Regions from separate parts of the Mus musculus genome. Here region 2 is linked to region 1. A link is a contact called in public Hi-C data. All regions are on one chromosome and are shown on one strand. The core of a region is the stretch at or near the end of the contact, and the rest is flanking DNA. Distances in the headings are between cores, read along the strand shown.

The links. Hi-C and Micro-C count contacts between places; a contact is called where the count stands out from the background.
Region 2: a contact with region 1 is called in a Hi-C map of neutrophils, with 4 times the contacts expected there. The contact joins the enhancer-like site here to the promoter of Tnfrsf21 in region 1. A contact is called at or near these places in 14 of 484 Hi-C or Micro-C datasets (LSK cells, the MNK3 cell line, bone marrow and 9 more), 9 of 115 datasets of contacts at active chromatin or transcription factors (the HPC-7 cell line, bone marrow-derived dendritic cells, embryonic fibroblasts and 5 more) and 2 of 9 other capture datasets (adipose tissue and pancreatic islet).

What each region holds. Positions count from the first base shown.
Region 1 is chr17:43,013,274-43,019,689 of GRCm38.p6, forward strand. Tnfrsf21 (tumor necrosis factor receptor superfamily, member 21) reads left to right here and starts at 3,282. Exons shown (of 6, transcript NM_178589.3): 1 at 3,282-3,819. The coding sequence starts at 3,724.
Region 2 is chr17:43,056,390-43,063,686 of GRCm38.p6, forward strand. All of the region lies in intron 3 of Tnfrsf21 (tumor necrosis factor receptor superfamily, member 21), which reads left to right. Among named protein-coding and RNA genes, the nearest start is that of Tnfrsf21, 43 kb to the left of the region's middle. Within about 2 kb of position 2,437, at least 72 of the 459 cell types and tissues checked have an H3K27ac peak or open chromatin away from gene starts, as enhancers often do. A contact at or near this core is called in the HPC-7 cell line, adipose tissue, bone marrow and 5 more, where this site is marked.

The DNA of each region.
Region 1 (6,416 bases), core at 2,032-4,531:
AGAGATCTATTATAGGTGTATGAATGTTTTGCCCACATCCGTGTACATGCAGGACATGTGTATCTGATGCCTGAGAGAGTTAGAGGAGAGGGCATCAGGTCCCCTGGAACTGGATTTACAGACAGTTGTGAGCAGCCACGAGAGTGATGGAGACTGAGCCTGTGTCCTCTACAAGAGCAGTTACTGCTTTTAACCACTCAGCCTCGCCCCGCTACGCGTGGATTTTTAAGTAAACACGAAATAAACTTTTCCTTTCGCCTTTTCAAACTCACTTTGTCTTATTTATGCCTCTTCCCTCTTTTCCCTCTATTTTATTCTTCCCCCTCCCATTAAAGCCCCACCCCCTTTTCTATTCCCCCCTCCCTTTTTGCTAGGACACAGCAAGTGCTCTTAACTGAGGAGCAGTCTCTCTAGAACCCCCGCCCACGCCACACATCTTTTAGAGCTGAAAATTTCCTACAGCTTCCGAAAGGAAGAATCAGGATAGAGTTTAGAAATATAACCAACAGAGGAGAAGATGGCAAAACTACTGCTGCCTTCAGCACAGAGAGGCTTTACCTAGAAAATGGGGGGGGAAATGGAAACATGGAAAAATGCATTGATTGGAAATATACCGAGGACATGGGAAGTTTTAAGGGTGATGAGCTTGAGGCGAGGAAACCAGATTTGTACAGTTTTGGAAGAAACATGCAAAGTTTAAATTCGGCTGGGGATCAGAGGCAGTTATTTTATGGCAAAGATGAGATTGGTTTTGTCCAGCTTGGCCTCATTTGTACCTCTCCATTTTAGCTATAGTCACATCTTATTAATACTTACCTCACTCTTTGGAGCTTAGGCAGAAAATCCATTATTTATGGTTGAGTATTCACCATTTATGTGTAAGTAAGGACATCTGTATGCCATTGAATATGTGGTTGTGAAGTAATTAAAACAGTTTACAGTGTAAAATGAAAGACATTTCTCTATTTTAAACATGCAATAGAGAAATGGCATTTTATATATTGTTTAGAAAGATTTATTTATTTATTTAATGTATGTGGGTACACACTGTAGCTGTACAGATGGTTGTGAGCCTTCATCTGGTTGTTGGGAATTGAATTTAGGACCTCTGCTCGCTCCAGCCAACCCCATTTGCTCTGGTTGGCCCCACTTGCTCCATCCCAAAGATTTATCTATTATTATAAATAAGTACACTGTAGCTGTCTTCAGACACACCAGAAGAGGGCGTCAGATCTCATTATGGATGGTTGTGAGCCACCATGTGGTTGCTGGGATTTGAACTTAGGACCTTCGGATGAGCAGTCAGTGCTCTTACCTGCTGAGTGCTGAGTCATCTCACCAGCATTTTATATTCTAACTAGATTCAATAGACACTTTTGTTTTGTTTTGTTTTGTTTGTTTTTTGTTTGTGATGAAGAATACTAAGGGGTTTTTACTTAGTTAGCAGTAAGCAAGATGAACTGAATATATTGTATCAAGAGGCATCGAGATTGCATGGCTGTAACTCAGGTGGTGATGAAGGAGGATAACCATCCCCTGGAGGCTAACCTGAGCTACACAGCAAGACCCAACCCAAAAGCAGCCAGCCAACCAAACCAAACTCAAACCCAAAGGCCCGTGAAAAATTGAATTCTGATGATTAGTGCCCCATAAGGACCTTATGGAACATGAAAACAATAGGAAGAACAAAGAGAACGAGCAGGTCAGAACCACACTTACCCAAATTAAAGTCTCCCAGCTTGGAAGATCAAATCATACATTACCTCAAGTAACTCATATTTGTCTGCAAGGTGTCAGCTGACCCCTTTTCTTTAATATCTCACTTCCCACCCCCACCCCCTTTTAAACAGAAAGACCTTTGATTGTGGTGGCCAATAATTTGAAGTTTTGAAGAATTAATTGGCCCTATTATACATGAAGACATAGTAATCCCCCTTCACTTTTGGAAGCCTCGGAGAGAGTTTGAGAATTTCAAGTTGAAATATCACCCCCTTTCACAAAATTCTGTATTTAAGGATAGTATTTTTCAGAATTTAAAAAAATTTTTTACTGGAAACTTAATATTACAGCATTCCCCTTCAGGGTTTATGGTCAAGCTTTTTTAAATATATGTTTTATTTCTTTAACTGGCAGATGTTTGAAAGATGAGAGTAGGATTAATCCTCATATTAATTTTTAAATACATCTCATTCTTCCAAAGAATGCCGAGAAAAAGAACCAACTCTCCATGTAGTAACTGGCAAGGAAGGAAATAGGGCTCCTACCATGGCAACTCCCTGTCAGGGATGCTTAGTGTTGTTTCTGTCCAGGTTCCTCACTGCTGAGAACAAATAGCCAACAATACTGAGAGACGGGGAGGTTTCTTCTGGCTAACAGTTTCAGGGATACAGTTATTGCAGGAGAGGAGAGGAGAGGAGAGGAGAGGAGAGGAGAGGAGAGGAGAGGAGAGGAGAGGAGAGGAGAGGAGAGGAGAGGAGAGGAGGCAGCTGGTTAAACCGGGTCTGCAGTCAGGAAGCAGGGGAGCCACACATAAATGCCGAGACTACACTTGCTTTTTCCTTTTGCTCCACTGTGAGAACACAGCAGACCTCAAAACACAGCAGTTTGGGAACCAACACACACGTCTCTTTGTGTCTGGCAATTGATGTAAGCTCCATGGTTTTTGCTTTTTTTCTAGCTCCTTTAATTGATTGATTGATTGATTGATTGATTGATTGATTTCTGAGACTGGATTTTGCTCTGTAAGCCAGGCTTGTGTAGAACTCCAATTTTGGCTGGCCTGGAATTGGAGAAGTTCATATTCTCATTATACAGAGTGCTTAATGGCACCGTTATGCTCAGGTCATTCATTCATTCATTCATTCATTCATGCATGCATGCATGCATGCATGCATGAGATAGGAGTTTTCTGTGTAGCTCAGAATTTCCCTCCAACTTCAAATTCTCCTTCCTCAGCTTTCCTGGCAATGAAAATACAGGCCTGCGCCATTATGCGCAAGTTATATTGGCTGTTGTTAATATTTATGTTAGGAAAAGAAAATAGTCTCTGTTTTACATACAATCTACTTGGAATCATTTTTTTTTTTTAAAGTTAAGTCGGGGTGAGGGGTGTGTGCAGGTTAACAAGCAAACGCAATTCCTCCAGCTAACGCCAAGGGGCACCCTCTCCTTCCCCTCGGTTTCTGGAGCGCCTTGAGTTCTTTCCATCTGCACAAAGAGCCCGGCCTCCTCCCGGGTGACATCACAAAGGGTCGTTCTCCGCCCCTTCGGCGCCACCACGTGTGTCCCCGAGCTGAGTGGCCATCCGACTCAGTCCCTCGCCGGCCGGTCTAGGCAGCGGAGGAGGCGAGTGCTTGATAGTGGCTGGAAGCTTCGCTATGGGAAGTCGCTCTTTAGCACTGTCGCGGCTAGCCCTGCTCTCTGGTTCTCCGCAGCCGCTGTCGTTGGAGAGCACCGGGAGGCGCGGGTTGCGAGCGCGCCTGCTTCTCACCGCCCGGGCGCCAGCGCCCCTGGGCAGGTGCTGAGCGCCTTTCGGAGCCTCCCCTGCTGCCTCCCTCTTCCGCCTGGGTGCCTGGCTGCTGCAGTGCACATGGGCTGCTGGAGGTAGATGGGCTCACCGCCCGTGAGGCGGCGGTGGATGCGGCGCTGGGCAGAAACAGCCACCAATTCCAGCTGCCGTGGGGCCGAGCGCCCCGGGCGCCGCTGCGAGCCCCGAGCTCGGCCATGGGGACCCGGGCAAGCAGCATCACCGCCCTCGCCTCTTGCAGCCGCACCGCCGGCCAAGTCGGAGCCACGATGGTCGCCGGCTCTCTTCTCCTGGTGAGCGATAGGAGGGGACCCTAGGGTGGCGGCTACGTTCGAGCCTGTGTCCGGGAGCCGGGCGGGTCCTCGGGCCCGTAGTGCCGGAGGCGCGCGGTGGGACCAGACGGGTTGGAAGGGTTGGTTACAAGGCAATAGCCAGACCGAGGAGGACTCCTACTAGATCGTGTGTGTGTGTGTGTGTGTGTGTGTGTGTGTGTGTGTGTGTGTGGTGAGCTAAGGCTAGTGAGTGTTAAAGAATTATTTTTCTTGCAATCTGGCTGCTTGAAGGAGGCGCGAGAGGTGTCCGCCTCGAGGTCCTGCGCATTTTTGGGTTTTTGCCCCCGACTCGGCCTATCTCGCACCCCAACACCCAGCCTCACCCCAATATCATTCGCTGCCAGACCCTCGGCGCGGTGCGAGGCCCGAGTAGTCCTGTCAGTAGCCAGCTGCCGGTTGTGGCCGCTCCTTTGTCGCTACTGCAATGTCATGTCCGGATGCTACCGCAGTGGAGACAGCCGGATCGGTGCGCTCCGGACGCGAGCAACCGCTGCATGCTTCCGCGCGCGAAGCTTTCCGGAGTAGGGCGCAGGCCACCCCTTGCTTCAGCTTCCTTGCTTCTCTCCTCCCTCTTAGTTCAGATGGGTCCTGATTTCTGCAAGCCAAAAGAAGAAGAAGAAGAAGGAGCCCGGGTGGGTGGTGGGGGTGGGGTGGGAGGGGGAGGAGGAGAAGAAGGACCCAGAGACCCAGGCGCCTCTAAAGCACAGGCTTGGAGCCAACCGGCGCTGTGGCTCTCAGTCGAGGGGGAGGGGAAAGAGCTACATAAAGGACGATTAATTTTCCCCATCCTTTTCTTATTTCTCCCTTTCTGTGTTTAGACATGTCACCAAGCAAGATGATGCAGGCTCTCTCAGCACCCAAATCTGGGGCGTGCCCGGATTGCAATCCTCCATCACTTTATCTGATCAAAACCTGACATCATCCCTTATCCAAAACTTACCCCCAGCTGGCCCTTTATTTCCAATATTGGGGCCAAGTGGGGAATTAGGTGGAAGAAAATTTGAATTCAAACCCTTGAGATGCTATAAACCAATCATGTCTTTCATCCCTGCAGGGAGGATGAAGGTTGTTAGCTAAAAACTAAACAAAAACAAAAAAGAGCTTGTTTTCATGGTTGGGCTGTGTAAGGGAAGGCAGGCCTCTTGTCTCCTTCCTCTAAAGGGCTTACTGCCTGGCCAGCCAAGATCTACTGCTTCCATCCCAAGGCATGACAGTTGCTATGGCCTGGGAATTCATTCTACAGACATTCTGGTTCTCTCTGTCTCTCTCTGTCTCTCTCTCTGGCTGACTCTCTTTCTGTGTGTGTGTGTGTGTGTGTGTGTGTGTGTGTGTGTGTGTGTGTGTGTGTGTGTGTGTGTTTAGGGAGAGAGAGAGAGAGAGAGAGAGAGAGAGAGAGAGAGAGAGAGAGAGAGAGGGCTAAAGAAAGTTTGTTGTTCTTAGCATTTATGAGGTAAATCTCAGTGTCCCTTGAGAGACGCTTTTCTGTCTTTTTATAACAATGGCAAAGTCCAAGCCCTTTAAACAAGTGTGGATAGTAAATAATCAGAGAGTCTTTGGGACCGTGGACTTGAATTGACAGTCTTAGATTGAACGAGTTCAAGGAAGCACTGATCCTAATGACCTGAGTTAGGTCCCTTGCTGAGTTCCCTCCAAAGGTCTTAGACCTGCTTCCGTGATGAGCATATACTGCCGTGTGTCCCTGCTCCACACAGATACAATCCTTATACAATACTTATAGATCAGTCCACTCAAATCCAATCTAAAGTTAGTGCTCAATGTATAGTCGTAATCTGGAATTATTTTTTAACTTTTAGCCTGATATATAGGTCCTTGAAGGTCTCAGCATAGTAAAACCATATGCTTTAAGTAACCAAGAAAGGGCCTAGTTCTTTTTATTAAATGATCAAACTCAATGTACCCACAGATTGCACCCAGATTTGCAACTGATGACCTACAGTATAAGTTTGACAGTTTGATGAAGTTTATGAAAGGTATTTTAGAGACAATCTCAAGGTGACGATGCTACAGGGTTCCTTGATTTCCTGGTAACTATGGCAAAAGGGCTTTCTTTAAATTGATGGAGTAGGAGGAGGGTGAGCTGACCATCCTGGAGTGTGGGAATACTCCAGGAAACATCAGGAGCTATGCAATGACCTTCTCCATCCCCACTTTGGACGGTCCAGTCATCAGGACGGGCCCTGTTTCTGTATACAACAGTGATCTGGTGACTCTGTTCTCAGGAGAATTGGTCCCATTGGTAATCTTGGCCACATTAACAGCAGACACCAGGTAGGACAGCTCAAGTAAACATGGTGTGAGGTACCTAGAAGAATAATGGGGGATACAGGAAGGTTAATGCTATGTATATACAGGGTGGTTAGATAAAGAAATAATGATGGCTTCCAATTGCCCTTCTCTCATTTTTTTTTCATAGCAGTCTTTGTTGTTTTTTGTGGCTCTTTTTTTTTTCTATCAGCATGAAGAGCTTACTATAGGCTCTGATATGTATGCCTATCATATGAACTTGTCAAAAGAGCAGCGAGCTAATTTATACAGAA
Region 2 (7,297 bases), core at 1,187-3,686, 42 kb after region 1:
TGATACGCATTTGCACAGTCAGAGTGATGATAAAACAAGGTAGGATTTTAGCCATACTTTTGCTTTGTGCAGTCTAAGCACACAATCCTGGTGTGGTTCTAAGTCTTTATGTGCTTGGCCTCCAGCAGCATTTAGCACTCGTGTCCTGTTTCCTTGATACACCTTTTCCCTTCTATAGACTCCTATTCTCCTCCTGTATTGCTGACTGTTTCCTCTTGCTCTCCTTGGCTGGTTCCTCCTTCCTCTCTCGGACTTGTACATAGTGGATCACTTTTTATATGTGTGCGCTTTCCCTACCTCAGAGATCCAAGGTGACTCTAGTTTGTGTCAAGTTGACAAAGGGTAACCAGTACACTCAGAGTATTGTGTCTGTCCTGGGGCTACAGCCAGCCTTTGTCTCTCCTGACTCACGACTTCTGCTGTTCATCCCTCTCTTTCAAGGAAGGCTTTCACATAGGTTCTTATTGGAAGCAATCGTTTTAGATGTTTATGTCTCCAAAGACAAAAGAGCCTCAACCCTTCTTCCAATGGGGAAAAGTCAGAGTTCGGGTGTTAATAACGACAGAATCCGGAGCTTAGCATGTTCTGTAGAATACCATTTGTCATGATAACCGTTTAGTGCGTCATGCCTCTAGTCTTAGGTTTTCTTGTTGTGGACTGGGAATGTCTCACCACACTTGGAAGAACCCAGTGAATGCTGCCATGACCTCCCACGTGTGGTAGGGATGGGACAGTAGCACTTTCTCCTCCACTTACCATATAGGTGATTTTAGATGTGACTTACCCCAGTAGTTGTGGGATTCGTGCAGCATGAGCAGCAGAAATCCACTGCCTGCCCGCCACTCAGTGCTGAATACTGAATGGTCCATAGTCCATTCTCCCAGAGACCCTTGTCAATGCAGATCTGGGACAGGTAGAGGAAAGTGCATTACAGTATTGCCAAGGTGTCGAAATAGGCATTTACCACTTGATACCATGTAAGTCTTCTTACCTTTCCTACCCGAGGAGCGGAAGATACTAACATTATTAAGGTTGTTCTTTGCCAATGGCAAATGGTAGAGTTTAAAACCTTATCTCATGACTTTCATTTTATCATTTTTCTATTAAGTTGACCCTTTGTTTTCAGGGCTTCTTCCCCTGACATCCAACACCACCTACGTTCCTTGGCAGTTCCTGGAAGATGCAGCCTCTGGCTCATATGATTTGATAGCCTCAACAGTTTCTTTAAAATTGTTGATCATTAGAGCCAGGCATAGTGGTTTATGCTTTTTAAGTCTAGCGCCTGAGAAGCAGAGGCAGGGGGATAGCTGATGGTTTGAGCTATCTCAGTCTAGACAGTCTAGACAGGAAGCTCCAGGCCAGTCAGGGCAACAAGACTCTTTGAGGTGGAAGAATGTCAATCAATCTCCAGAATTCCAGCATCCAGCAACATTGGAAAAAGCAATGCTGGGTTCACTATTTCTGTGCCAGCCCGCTAGTGGACTGAGGACTTGATAATTTTCAATGTAAGTGCAAGGAGAGTGAACCTTCCATAAAGTTGAACGAAGCAGATCAGTCAACAGATAGAGACTGTATCTGTGTTTTAGGATTCGGAACTTTACTTGGACAGAGGCCAAGAAATGATCTGTTTCCTATGCTGTTGTTTCATATATAAACTGATGACTGAGTGGGATTGTTCACTGTCTTCACTAAAATACCTGTCAATAGGTGTATGCTCTCTCTGTGTGGCTAGTTATCAACTCTCTAAATAACTGTAGTCCATGACCGTATCGACCTCACTATCTTTCTGTAGATCAAATTGTATTAGAACCCTACAACAAATTGTAGCTGTCCCAAGAGCCGTTTTCTTACTATGATAGTGTTTAGGAATCATGCGACAAAGACTGACACGCTCTCAAAGTCTCAGACACTTTTGCTGGTACAGAGTTTGTTGAGTTTGGCATGGTTAGGGTTTAATTTTGAAGAAAAGAAATAGACTGTCTAGCCTCAGAGCAAACTGTCCTAACGTCAGTGTGGCAAGAACGAATAGTCCAGGAAGAAGCATTCACACCATGGCCAGCCTGGAACGGGCTCATATCAACACCGGATGGCCGTGTTCAGTGATAAGGAGAGTTACAGGGGCTGATTACATTACTCTCTTCTGTCACACTCCCGATTAACGACAACAGAAGCCGAGTGGCCTTGTAGTGGTCCCAATCTCTTTACATGAGATTACCAATAATATGAAAGGCTGTCAATACATGACTCTAAGGTTTACATGCATCTCTATGTCATAAACACACTGGTCTTTCCATATTGTTTGAGGTAGGGTTTCTATTGCCGTGATAAAGCTCCATGGCCAAAAGCAAGTTGGCAAGGAAAGGGTTAGTTGGGCTTGTGACTGTCAGGCCATGCTCTGTCAGTGAGAGAAATAAGGGAAGTTACCTCACAGAGGGCAGAAACAGGGAGGCAGGAAGTGAAGCAGAGCCCCAGAGGAGTGTTGCTTATGGGCTTGCCTCTCTTGTTCAACCTGCTTTCTTATAGCACCCAGGACCACTTGCCCAGGGGTACTGGAGCCCACAGTGAGTTGGGCTTTTCCTACATCAATCATTAATCAAGAAAATGCCCCACGGGTTTGCCCACAGGTCAGTCTGATGGAGGCATCTTCTTAGTCAAAGCCCCCTGTTTCCAAAAGACTCTAGTTTGTGTCAAAATGACATAAAACTAGCCAGCACAGATATTAATATTCAGATATATGTTTGTGTTACACTGGTCTCTCAGTATCCACAAATACATATATGTCAGCTGAATCTTTCAGTATCCAGACCTGTATATGACACAGATATTAGTCTTTTAACATTCATAGGAGACTGGTCTTAGAGTTATTAATATCATAATATGTTCTGAGGTCTTTTGGTGTCCATGGGAGACTGTTCTGAGGGCCCGTTTAAGTGTGCCAAAGTCTGAAGCTACTGAAGTCCTTTATGTAAGATGGCATAGTACTTGTATATAATCTATACACACACTCCTGGATATCTTAAATCCTCCCCGGATTACTAATAATACATCACGTAATTTGAATACTTTGTAAATAGTTTTTCTGCTGTATCATTCAGAGTAGTCATCGTCAAAGATGCCTGCACACATCCAGCACAAATGCAGAGTTCAAGAAAACATGCTGGAGATGGGGGTGGTCGTACATGTACATCCTTCCTGGAGCTAGACATGGCAATCATGAATTTAAGGTGACTTCAGTTCATTTTTAAAGATGATTTTGGTTTTGAAATTATGTATGTGTGTTTGCCTGTATGGCGTCCACGTGCCAGTGCAGTTGATTGAAGAGGTCAGAGGAATGGAGCCCCTGGGGCAGTAGCTATAGGCCTTTGTGAGCTACCTGCTGTGGTGCTGAGAACCAAACCTCTGTTCTCTGCAAGAGCTGTGCACTCTTAGAATGCCTGATACATTTCTCCACCTCCTCAGAATCAGTCTCACGGGGAGTTGGAAGCCAGCTTGGGCCACATGAGGTCCTTTCTCAAGAAACAAAACAAAACAGCAAAGAAACCAAAAGAGTTAAGCAAGGCCCTATCTATCTATCTATCTATCTATCTATCTATCTATCTATCTATCTATCTATCTATCTATCTATATCTGTCTGTCTGTCCATCTAATTTTTTTTTTTGATCTAGAGTTGTTTAAACTCACAGATACAGAACTCACTTATATGAAGTGTGACTAATGTGTTTGATGTTTGTGTTGTGAATACATTTAGAAAGGAATAAGAAGATAAATAAAAAGCAACGAGGAAAGAGGAATCTGAATAAGTGTCTCTGAAGCCTTTCTGAGCACATTGCTCATTCTTCCCGATTTGGCTTATTACTCTAACGTTGTGCCAATCTCTATAGTTGTATGGCTTCTCCCTCATCCCTTTTCTCTGCCCGTATCTCTCTGTGTGTGATGTGCTGACAAGTACACGGGGCAGGGTCTCTTGGGTGAACCCGTCGATTCAGCTAGTCTGGCTGCCATCTTGCTCCAAGGATCCCCTCTCTTCCACACTCTAAGGGCTGAAATTACAGGAGGCCCACCAAGCCCAGTCCCCCAACAGAAAAACTGCCCAAAGTCTGACTGTTTTCGGTGTTCATGATATCGATCCACTTTTTGTTAATAAATTCCTCTGCCTTCATATTTCAGAAAGTGTGATGCTCACAGATTAGCCTGACAGAGTGGCTGCTCCTCAGACAGCTACGAAATATTCTATAAGTCTCTCTCTTTTCCCTGGTGGTGATGGAGAGGGCGGGACCAGGGACTAGTTCTGATTGGTTTTCTCCCTTGGGTTCGGTGACAATACTTTGAAAGACTACTGTCTCCTGGGAGAGCCACTGTCTATTGTATCTTTAAATTATCAAATCCAGAATGGGAGCCGACAGTGGCCGAGGGCGCTGCTGGCACAGGCATTTGTGGAGCCGACTCTGCATTTTACAATGGAAACGTCTCATGGGGGAAGAGGGCAAGGCGGAAACCCAACTCTTAGAGGTTTTAAATTTAGTTTGAAGTTCATTTGAGTTCAAGAAAGGTGTCATTGTCCCCGTACTTCTGTTTTTCTTCTCATTTCTTCCTATTTCCTTTCTCTTTATTTTTGTGACCAAAAAAAAAAAAAAAAAAATCCAGAGCGTTGGGTGAGGGATTTGTTCTTAAGGCTTTTAGAGTCTGTAATTACTCTGTAAAGTATTTGCATGCATTGAGCCTCAAGTTTCTATGTTCAGCATATACGAAGCATTTAAAATCACATAGCTATTTTTTTGTTTGTTTGTTTTTCGAGACAGGGTTTCACTGTGTCACAGCCCTGGCTGTCCTGGAACTCACTCTGCTTGAACCCAGAGATCCACCTGCCTCTGCCTTCTGAGTGCTGGGATTAAAGGCGTGTGCCACCACCGCCCGGCTCATGTAGCTAATTTTTAAGACTAATTACCTTCATAGGAAGTGTTGACTGCCAGGGATGACAGTGAGCCTCTCCATTGTAAGTTGAGGAAATGCACGTGACAATTAGTGGTTTGCCCAAAGCCACACTGTCCTGGGCTTCATGCAGATGGAAACAATGGTCCTACTTAGAAGCAGAAGCACCCGTGTTTTCATGTAAGACACCATGGGCCTTAGCCAAATTGACCTAAATTAAGAATCAGGGACTAACAAGCCTTTCGGTGTTTGGAAGAGCCTACCACATTAAACCACATTGACCACAAAGAGCTGGCTTGTTTCTTCAAGTTACCTGCAGAAGTTTTAAATAGACTTTGGGTTTGTCTTCTTCTTCTTCTTCTTCTTCTTCTTCTTCTTCTTCTTCTTCTTCTTCTTCTTCCTCTTCCTCTTCCTCTTCCTCTTCCTCTTCCTCTTCCTCTTCCTCTTCCCCTTCCCCTTCCCCTTCCCCTTCCCCTTCCCCTTCCCCTTCCCCTTCCCCTTCCCCTTCCCCTTCCCCTTCCCCTTCCCCTTCCCCTTCCCCTTCCCCTTCCCCTTCCCCTTCCCCCTCTCCCTCTCCCTCTCCCTCTCCCTCTCCCTCTCCCTCTCCCTCTCCCTCTCCCTCTCCCTCTCCCTCTCCCTCTCCCTTTCCCTCTCCCTCTCCCTCTCCCTCTGCCTCTCTCTCTCTCTCTCTCTCTCTCTTGAAGGAAACTCATTTGCTTGAGATCAAAAGCTGTACATCTGGCTAAAAATTGCTAGGAAAACTGAAAAGCCAGCTGTCTGAGACTCACCATGAGGAGAACAGCAGTGTCTCGATTAGCAGTTCTCTCTCTCTCTCTCTCTCTCCTCTCTCCCCCCCCCCTCTCTCTCTCACACACACACACAGTAGCATTCTAGTTTTGTGGACAAGAAAGGAGCCTCCTATTAGAATCCTATTAGAATCTTTGGTTTTAGAAAGAGTTTTTAGGGGTTGACCTGGCCTGTATGTATACATGATCTCCCAACACATCTAGCCCTACAGAACTGAGTGGCAAGGAAAGAATTTATGGTGAGTTCCAAGTCCACTGCTTTCAGAGAGATTTCTGTATTATTGTTCTTCGCTAGCATTTGCTAGCTCATGTCACAAATATTTTCATCAAAAACTGAAAGTTTTTAAAAGTGTCTTTTATTATTATTATTATTATTACTTTATTTTCTTCTTCCATAAACCTCACTTGGAAACTTGACCTCATCTGAAAAGAAATAAGTAATAAAGAGCTCTTTTTAAGCAAGCCATTACTACCACTAACAGTTCTGGTGTAGAAAATCACTCACACTCCTATTGACACAAAACACGGCATATAAATCCAAGCTCAAGCAGCTTACGATTGTAGAGAGAAGCAGCCGGAGACACCAGACACCCCTTGCCTGACAGAGGCTTCCGCCAGGTGCTTATCTAAGACTGTGGACCTGGGGCTTTAATTCTACCCTAGATCCATCGGATTTAGGGACTAACACACGTGTTCACGGAGATGACAGGTCACTGATCGCTTGATGACCATCGAATAACCTCCACTTTGACCTCAGGTGCATTCGGTGCAGAGAAATGTGATGAAGTCTCTTTAGAATCCAGTTCATTCTGACCAGAAGTCTCCATCTCTCTGCCCACTGTGCTCGCCCGGGGCACCCTACCTTCTCGATAACCACACAGTGGCTAGCTGTCCTAGTTAACAGGTTAAGATAATCATTTCACTTAGCAGTGCTCTTGGGCTGCTGAGCCATGAAGTGCTCCCTTTAAGTGAAAAGGTAGACTTCTCAACTTAAAGCTAACTCCTATAACTGAGGATGTGTTCACACCCCCACACCGCAGCTGCTACCTTCTGTGTATTGAGGTTTCAAGTACGATTGATTGTGCCCTGTTAAGTTAGATGTTCTTAAGGAGTGATTATCTTGGGCCGAAATAGTTGGGTATATGGTCTGTTGACACAGTAAAAATGAACCCTCTCTTCAATTGTGAAGGAAAAAGGAATGCATGTTGGTTTTGTCGGTACCTCAAACTAGAAGGTATGGATGACAATGTGTGATAGGTGCCAGTTAAGATTGGAGAGGCATCAGATTACAAGGTTAGGCATTCTCTATGTTTTTAAGCATCTATGGAGAGTCCCGGATTGCATCCTATGGATGAGGGGGACTAGTGGATATTAAATCTTGGGGCAGGGTAAAGAATTCTTATAGAATTACCAGCATTGATTCTTGACTCAAAAGCATTTTCCTGTCATGGAAGGCAGCATGTAGTCACACATTTAACGGTGTTTGCTTCTATGGGAGTTCTTACGTCTAACCTGGTAACTGGGCTTGTGTCCCAACCACACCTACTTTAGTGGTGGTAGCC